2 separate regions of the Hordeum vulgare genome follow, and region 2 is linked to region 1. Evidence: chromatin contacts called from public Hi-C data. All regions are on one chromosome and are shown on one strand. Each heading gives the region's core, a stretch centred on a gene start, on an enhancer-like site or on the middle of the called end of the contact. The rest is flanking DNA. Distances are from core to core; before and after follow the strand shown. Region 1 has its middle 47 kb from the start of LOC123445823. Region 2 holds the start of LOC123445839 (beta-glucosidase BoGH3B-like).

The links. Hi-C and Micro-C count contacts between places; a contact is called where the count stands out from the background.
Region 2: a contact with region 1 is called in a Hi-C map of leaf, with 3 times the contacts expected there. The contact joins the promoter of LOC123445839 here to the enhancer-like site in region 1. A contact is called at or near these places in 3 of 6 Hi-C or Micro-C datasets (leaf and seedling) and 1 of 1 datasets of contacts at active chromatin or transcription factors (embryo).

The regions. Positions count from the first base shown.
Region 1 is chr1H:466,850,121-466,853,333 of MorexV3_pseudomolecules_assembly, forward strand. No RefSeq gene overlaps it. Among protein-coding and RNA genes, the nearest start is that of LOC123445823, 47 kb to the right of the region's middle. Within about 2 kb of position 1,756, at least 2 of the 3 cell types and tissues checked have open chromatin away from gene starts, as enhancers often do. A contact at or near this core is called in leaf, where this site is marked.
Region 2 is chr1H:467,023,130-467,026,533 of MorexV3_pseudomolecules_assembly, forward strand. LOC123445839 (beta-glucosidase BoGH3B-like) reads left to right here and starts at 1,428. Exons shown (of 8, transcript XM_045122813.1): 1 at 1,428-1,944; 2 at 2,044-2,134; 3 at 2,223-2,371; 4 at 2,456-2,699; 5 at 2,804-2,908; 6 at 2,985-3,167; 7 at 3,306-3,404. The coding sequence starts at 1,571.

The DNA of each region.
Region 1 (3,213 bases), core at 506-3,005:
TACTAAAGCTAGTACAAAGTTGAGACACTTATTTTAGGACGGAGGGAGTACATGTTTTCTTTCATACATAGCAAAAAGTCTTGAAGTATTTTTTTAATGATAAGGAACATATTTTTTAAAACACTGCAAACATTTGTTAAAATTGCGTAAAGTCTTTTGAAATTTCACCCATATAATTTGAAATGGGTGAGCATTTTGTGGACATGAGCGTGGCAAGACCACATGGAAACTTGCCTGCCATGCCGAGCTGCTGTCTCAAATAGAGCCAGACATAGGCGTGCTGACTACCTTTCCACGCACAACGCCGGGGATAGAATTGACTAATCACACACAAAAGCGCATCATGGACTGTTTTTCTCTTCGTTTTGCCCCTCTGGCTGTGCGTCTTTGGACAAGCCCATTTGCAGCCTGAGCTTAAAAAATCAATTTTATCTTTTATTTTATTGATTAGAAATGAAAAACTTGTTATCAGTACAAAGAGCGGAAAGATAAATATCATGAAAATTGAATAATGTTCATGATTGTGTCATGCGTATCAAAATTTCTGTCATGTTTAAGAAAATGTTTATCACATATTAAAAAAATGCTGGTCGCATATTTTGAAGATATTCATCACGTATATGAAACAAATGGTAACCGCATATTTCGATTATGTTGCTTGCATATTTCAAATATATACGCAATAGTTGGGCAGATTTAAAAGAAAGGGTATGATGTATTCAAACTTTCTTCTGGGTATAAACTGTTCACCAGCCTTTGATGAAAATGTCCATTGCATATTTCAAAGAGCTTTCTGACCTGGATCCAACCAATGAAGGAAGATGTATGGCCTCCCTCGAACAAAAGAAGGAAGTGTGGGAGTTCCATCCCATATTTTGAAATTCATGTCGCATAGATGTAAAAAACATGGGTGACTTATTTGAAATTTTTATTTCGGTATCTCAAAAAATCACCATGTGTTGTAAAAATACATGTCTATCAATAAAGGTGTATCTAAATAAAACATAGAAAGGAAACCAATAATGTGAAAGAAAAAGTAAAGTAAAAAAATCATGTTATTTGTTCAGCAAATGCAATCTGCCTAACAATCCCCGAAAAAAATATCATGTTATTTGTTCAACAAATGCAATCTTCAACAGCAGAAAAAAAATCACATCCAATAATTTTTTTAGCGCGTCACTGTAGCACTTTTAAAACACGGGGACTGAAGTATCTCCAACAGAGGAGCGCTAGTGGGACGTCCAATCCAGCGACCCCATCGGCAGCAGCACATAGTTTGCTGCGCGCGCAAGCCGGCGCACCAAATATGCTGCGCGCGATAGCGCTTTTCAGAGTACGCACAAAAGTTTTAACGCGCGCACTGTTTTGCAGCACATGTTGGAGCTGTCCGATGTAAAAAAGAAAAACTTTTAAGACGCGGAGCATTTATTTGGGCATCTATGCTATAACACGATCGACCCACTGCAATACATTTTCGTCCGCAACCACGCAAAGCCCTGAGCAACGGATCGGGTCGCGATCATGCAGACGGCAGATGCGAGACGTAGACGCTCTTCCGAGAACCAGGAAGTACGATCGTCGTGGATTGTTTTGCGTCGAGTCGTCGACGTCGCAGCTCCAAAGCCACAAGAAGACGCCGGGCTTTAAATTCGCCGTCCACTCGCTGAATCGTCAACTCATCTCTACCTGGGGTTGAGATCCACGTACAGTGAGTCGACAGGCCAAGTGGCCAAGTGTGCGGGTTGCTTCACTGTGCTGCTCTCCCGCAATAAGAGCATCAAATCAGGTACTGCGAACCTGCAGTTTTCCTTGTTCTCGGGTGTCACCATAGTTGGTGAATTACTTTATCATGTATTTCAAGTATACCAGTACCTGGGTTATAGCAGCCACCTATTTATTTATTTTGCAAGGACAAGAGATGCCTTGTTTTTGGTCCTAGTGGCCACATGAACAAATGCTTTGTTTTAGCGAAAGATGAACAAATGCTATGCCTATATGGTCTTCAAGGAAAATTCAAACCCACCGGACAGATGCCAATTAGAGATGACCATGCAACATGTCGGGGCCATCTAAACTACTCCCTCCGTTTCTAAATATAAGTCTTTTAAGCGATTTCACTATGTGTCTATATACAGAACAAAATGATTGAATGTTTATTTTAAAATATGTCTATATACATCCGTATGTAGTCCACTAGTAAAATCTCTACAAAGACTTATATTTAGAAACGGAGGGAGTAAAACACATGACCACAAAGTCCGGTCTACATGGTTTTTTTCTACCAATGAAAAATAAAATCGTAAGAAACCATACCGTACCTATTTTCCTTGCCTGCCCACGTCCTCTTCGGCAATCTAAGACTATACAATCCACGGGGACGTACGTTACGTTACTTGACTTGACTTCCTCCAAGATTCACCAAACCAGTAGACTCGTCCTTGAGGCATGCAAAATTCGGAAGCTCTGAAAGAGACAAATGAAGTACGATTATGATTGGGCCTTCGCGTTCCATGAAATTTAAGAACAAAATAAAGAATAGCATGGGAAAATGAAGGGTTCCTATCAAGAGAGCGAAAGGATGCGACTGAACGATCCTAGATTAAAGAATGTGAATTTCTTACCCCTTCGTTTTTATTAACTTCGCATATTAGATTTGACTCCGGTCAACCTTTCTTAACTTTAACCATGCCTATAGGGAGAAAAAAAACATCCACCATACAAAATCAATACCATTAGAAACATCATTCAATATATTTTCATACATACTTTTTATTGTAAAAGTTTAGGTTGTTTTTGATAAACTTAGTTAAACTTTATAAATTTTGACTTAGATCAAAACTAATATGGGGAGTAAATAAAAACAAAGGGGGCACTACAATGTGTCGGCGAAGCCCAGAATTGGCTCTATAAATCGAAAAATAAGATACATCAATGATGCAAGAAAGTTTAAAGGTGAAGCTATAGCAAAATTCTTTTAGGGCATCTCCAACGCTGGCCCTCAAATCACGGCCACACCGCGAAAGTCATCCAAATTGAGCTTGTATCGGTCCACTCGGCGATGTGAACACACTTTCTCTTGCAAAGTGGAGACAAAATTTGGAGGAGGGGAGGGGGGAGTCCGGACAACAACCACGTTGGACTCCGACACCCGAGGCCCACTAAATATGTTCTCCCAACCCCATTTTCTTCTAGTCCGCCAATTCTTCCTCCTTG
Region 2 (3,404 bases), core at 178-2,677, 170 kb after region 1:
CATCCATTTCTTGCTATGTACTACAAACATTTGGAATAAATTTTATACACAAAGCACTATGGATGGTCAAGGATTTGTAGTTGCCCTTTCTACTTATATTTTGAATGGGCATATCGTAGTGGGTGCTTTCTTGCGATCCAAAGGGACTTCTTTTCGAGTTTTTGTATCATATCCCAGATGTCGCTTTGAACTATTCTTGATGTTACTTTGCATCGCATTTTCACTTTACATATTACAAGGGCTAGCTGATTTTTTGTTGCGTTGTAGAGTAAGAAAGTTTGCATCAACGTGGATATGATGAACATGGTTCGATGGGCAGACCTTATGAGCAGTAAATTCGGAAAATAAATACTAGGAACAAAGCAAAATAAATTCTAAGTTATTTTTGTAACATACAAAATTAACCGGTATACTCGCGTATAAAGTTTCACGAAGAATGACATCCATGTTATTCTAGAAAAAAATAAGTTATATTAAACATTGTTTGATGAATATTAAGATCTAAATTATATTTTCTTCATTAAAAATACCACGGGTGTAAATAAGTCACGAGACTTCACATGTAAATAGAACGGTTACCAAATTTGATACATCATGATTTCAGATTCTCCCGTTTGAGCGATAACTAATATGAATCAGAGAAAGTACTAGTATTTTTGTTTTCGTGAATTAGTGGATGCACGTGAAATTATGTTTACCTACCCTTCCTTTTTAAATACATCACGGTTTACCTAAGTTTTTTTAAGGTTCCTATCGCCACGAGCCGTGTCAGGTCGCTGCCAGCTGCTCTCGTCGCTGCCCCTTCCGTCCCCGATGCCGGCAGGCCCTCCCCTCCCCCACCCTCGCCCCCCACCCCCGCATCGTCAGCCGCTTGCCCCCGACGCCGGCCGGCCCTCCGCACGCTGCCAGCCGCACCACGAACGATTGAAAAAATTTCTGCAACCTGGCCTTTGTTGTAAAAGTTTTCTGCAACATGACTCTTGTTGTAAAAAATCCTCCCGTAACAGTATCTATGTTGCAGAAAGACGAAATAATTTTTTTTCTACAACAAAGCGATTGTTTCTGGAACCCACCGTTGTTTCAGGAATTATTAGGTCCAAAGTTCATTTTTTTTGTAACAAAGCGATTGTTTATGCAACTCGACCGTCATTTTAGGAATTATTGGGTGGCCGGCCGAAGCCCCGCGTGCGGATCGGACGGTTGCTCGCGTAGATCGAACGGTCGTCCAGTTGACGGATGTTATAAAACATCCGTCGATGGATTCGTAGCAGATCCATAGATTAATTCATTTTGCTACGTACGTACGTAGTCTTTTAAAAGGTTTGTATTTAGAAATCGGAGGGAGTATTTTCGAGTTAAATGCCATAAATAATCTGCGTCGGCCTCAGCCAAGAACAGCCATACCCCGTCAGGCCGTCACGGTGTCACACCTCTATTTGAAACGGTTATCTCCAAGTGGCGCCAGGAAACATCCACTCGCAGAAGAGAAGAGGAGAGGGACACCGCCCCTCGTTTTCCTCGCCAGTCCGGCCCATTTCTTATCCCACACTCCACTCTTCTGCTTGTCCGCATGGCGGCGGCGGAAGGCGAGCGGCCGCTGTACAAGGACGCGTCGGCGCCGGTGGATGCTCGGGTGCGCGACCTGCTGGGCCGCATGACGCTGCGGGAGAAGGCGGCCCAGATGGCCCAGATCGAGCGCACCGTCGTGTCGCCCAGCGCCCTCACGGAGCTCGGCGTCGGCAGCGTCCTCAACGCCGGCGGCAGCGCGCCCCGCGACCGCGCCTCCCCGGCCGACTGGGCCGGCATGGTCGACGACATGCAGCGCCTCGCGCTCTCCTCCCGACTCGCCATCCCCATCCTCTACGGCACCGACGCCGTCCACGGGCACAACAACGTCTTCGGCGCCACCGTCTTCCCCCACAACGTCGGCCTCGGAGCCTCCAGGTGCTCACTCACTCACCTCTCGCTATGCATAACACCCGCTCACCGCGTCGCCGCGCTCTGTTTTAGCTTACGAGCCGCACTCCGTTGACTTCTTTCCAGGGACGCGGAGCTTGTGCGGAAGATCGGCAAGGCGACGGCGCTCGAGGTTCGCGCCACCGGCATCCACTGGGCCTTTGCACCCTGCGTCGCCGTGAGTAATTTACTTGGAAAGAAACTTCCGAATTAACTGTTGGTGTCTCCTTGATGTGCGCTTGGTCCGGTGGGTGGTGTGTGTACAGGTTTGTAGGGATCCGAGGTGGGGGAGATGCTACGAGAGCTACAGCGAGGACCCGGAGATCGTGCGCTCGTTGACCACAATTGTTACCGGCCTGCAGGGCCAGCCACCAGCAGATCACCCCCACGGTCAACCGTTCCTCGCTTCGGTTAGGTATTCCGGTGATGAGATTCAGCAGTGGAATTCCTGTATTTTGCCCGCAACCCGTTTGTTGAAATGGGTCTGCGTGATTTGCAGGGACAATGTGCTTGCTTGTGCCAAGCATTTCGTAGGGGATGGTGGCACTGCCAAGGGAATCAATGAGGGGAACACCATTTGCTCGCCAGAAGATTTGGAGAGGATCCACATGACACCATACCCTGATTGTATGACTCAAGGGGTGGCAACAGTCATGGCGTCCTACTCTCAGTGGAATGGAGAACCATTACATTCCAGCCACCATTTGCTCACAGATGTTCTAAAGGGCAAGTTAGGCTTCGAGGTAGTAGAGCATATGGTGTTTGATTGGTATATTCAAGCAAATTTCGGCTGTGGGTAGTAACAATGAATTGTGAACATGGCAACGTGTGGAAACCTTTTTTTCAGGGGTTTGTGGTGTCAGACTGGGAAGGTATTGACAGGCTCTGTGAGCCTCGAGGGTCTGATTATCGATATTGCATCGCGCAATCAGTTATTGCTGGAATGGATATGGTATTTGTTATCAAGTAATCATTTAAGATATATTCTACAACAGCTGGTTCTTTTGCATTTGCTGATCAATCTACAGATTATGATTCCTCACAGATTTGAGAAATTCTTGGAAGATCTTGTGTCCTTGGTGGAGACAGGGGAGATACCAATATCACGGATTGATGATGCTGTTGAGCGGATTCTGAGGGTTAAGTTCATATCTGGAGTGTTTGAGCATCCATTTTCAGATCCATCTCTACTAGACGTGGTTGGTTGTAAGGTAGCGTGCTGCGTGCATGTTTGCATATCCATGCTTCCCTTGTTACTGTGAAATTTGTTATATCTGTTCTCCTGTCTTTATTGTTTCACATCTCATATCAGCGACCATATACGATATGCTAAATTATTCATCTTTCAGGAGCATCGGCTGCTAGCACGTGAGGCTGTTCGTGAGTCTTTGGTACTTCTGAAGAATGGCAAGAATCAGAATGAAGCGTTCCTTCCATTGGCAAAAAAT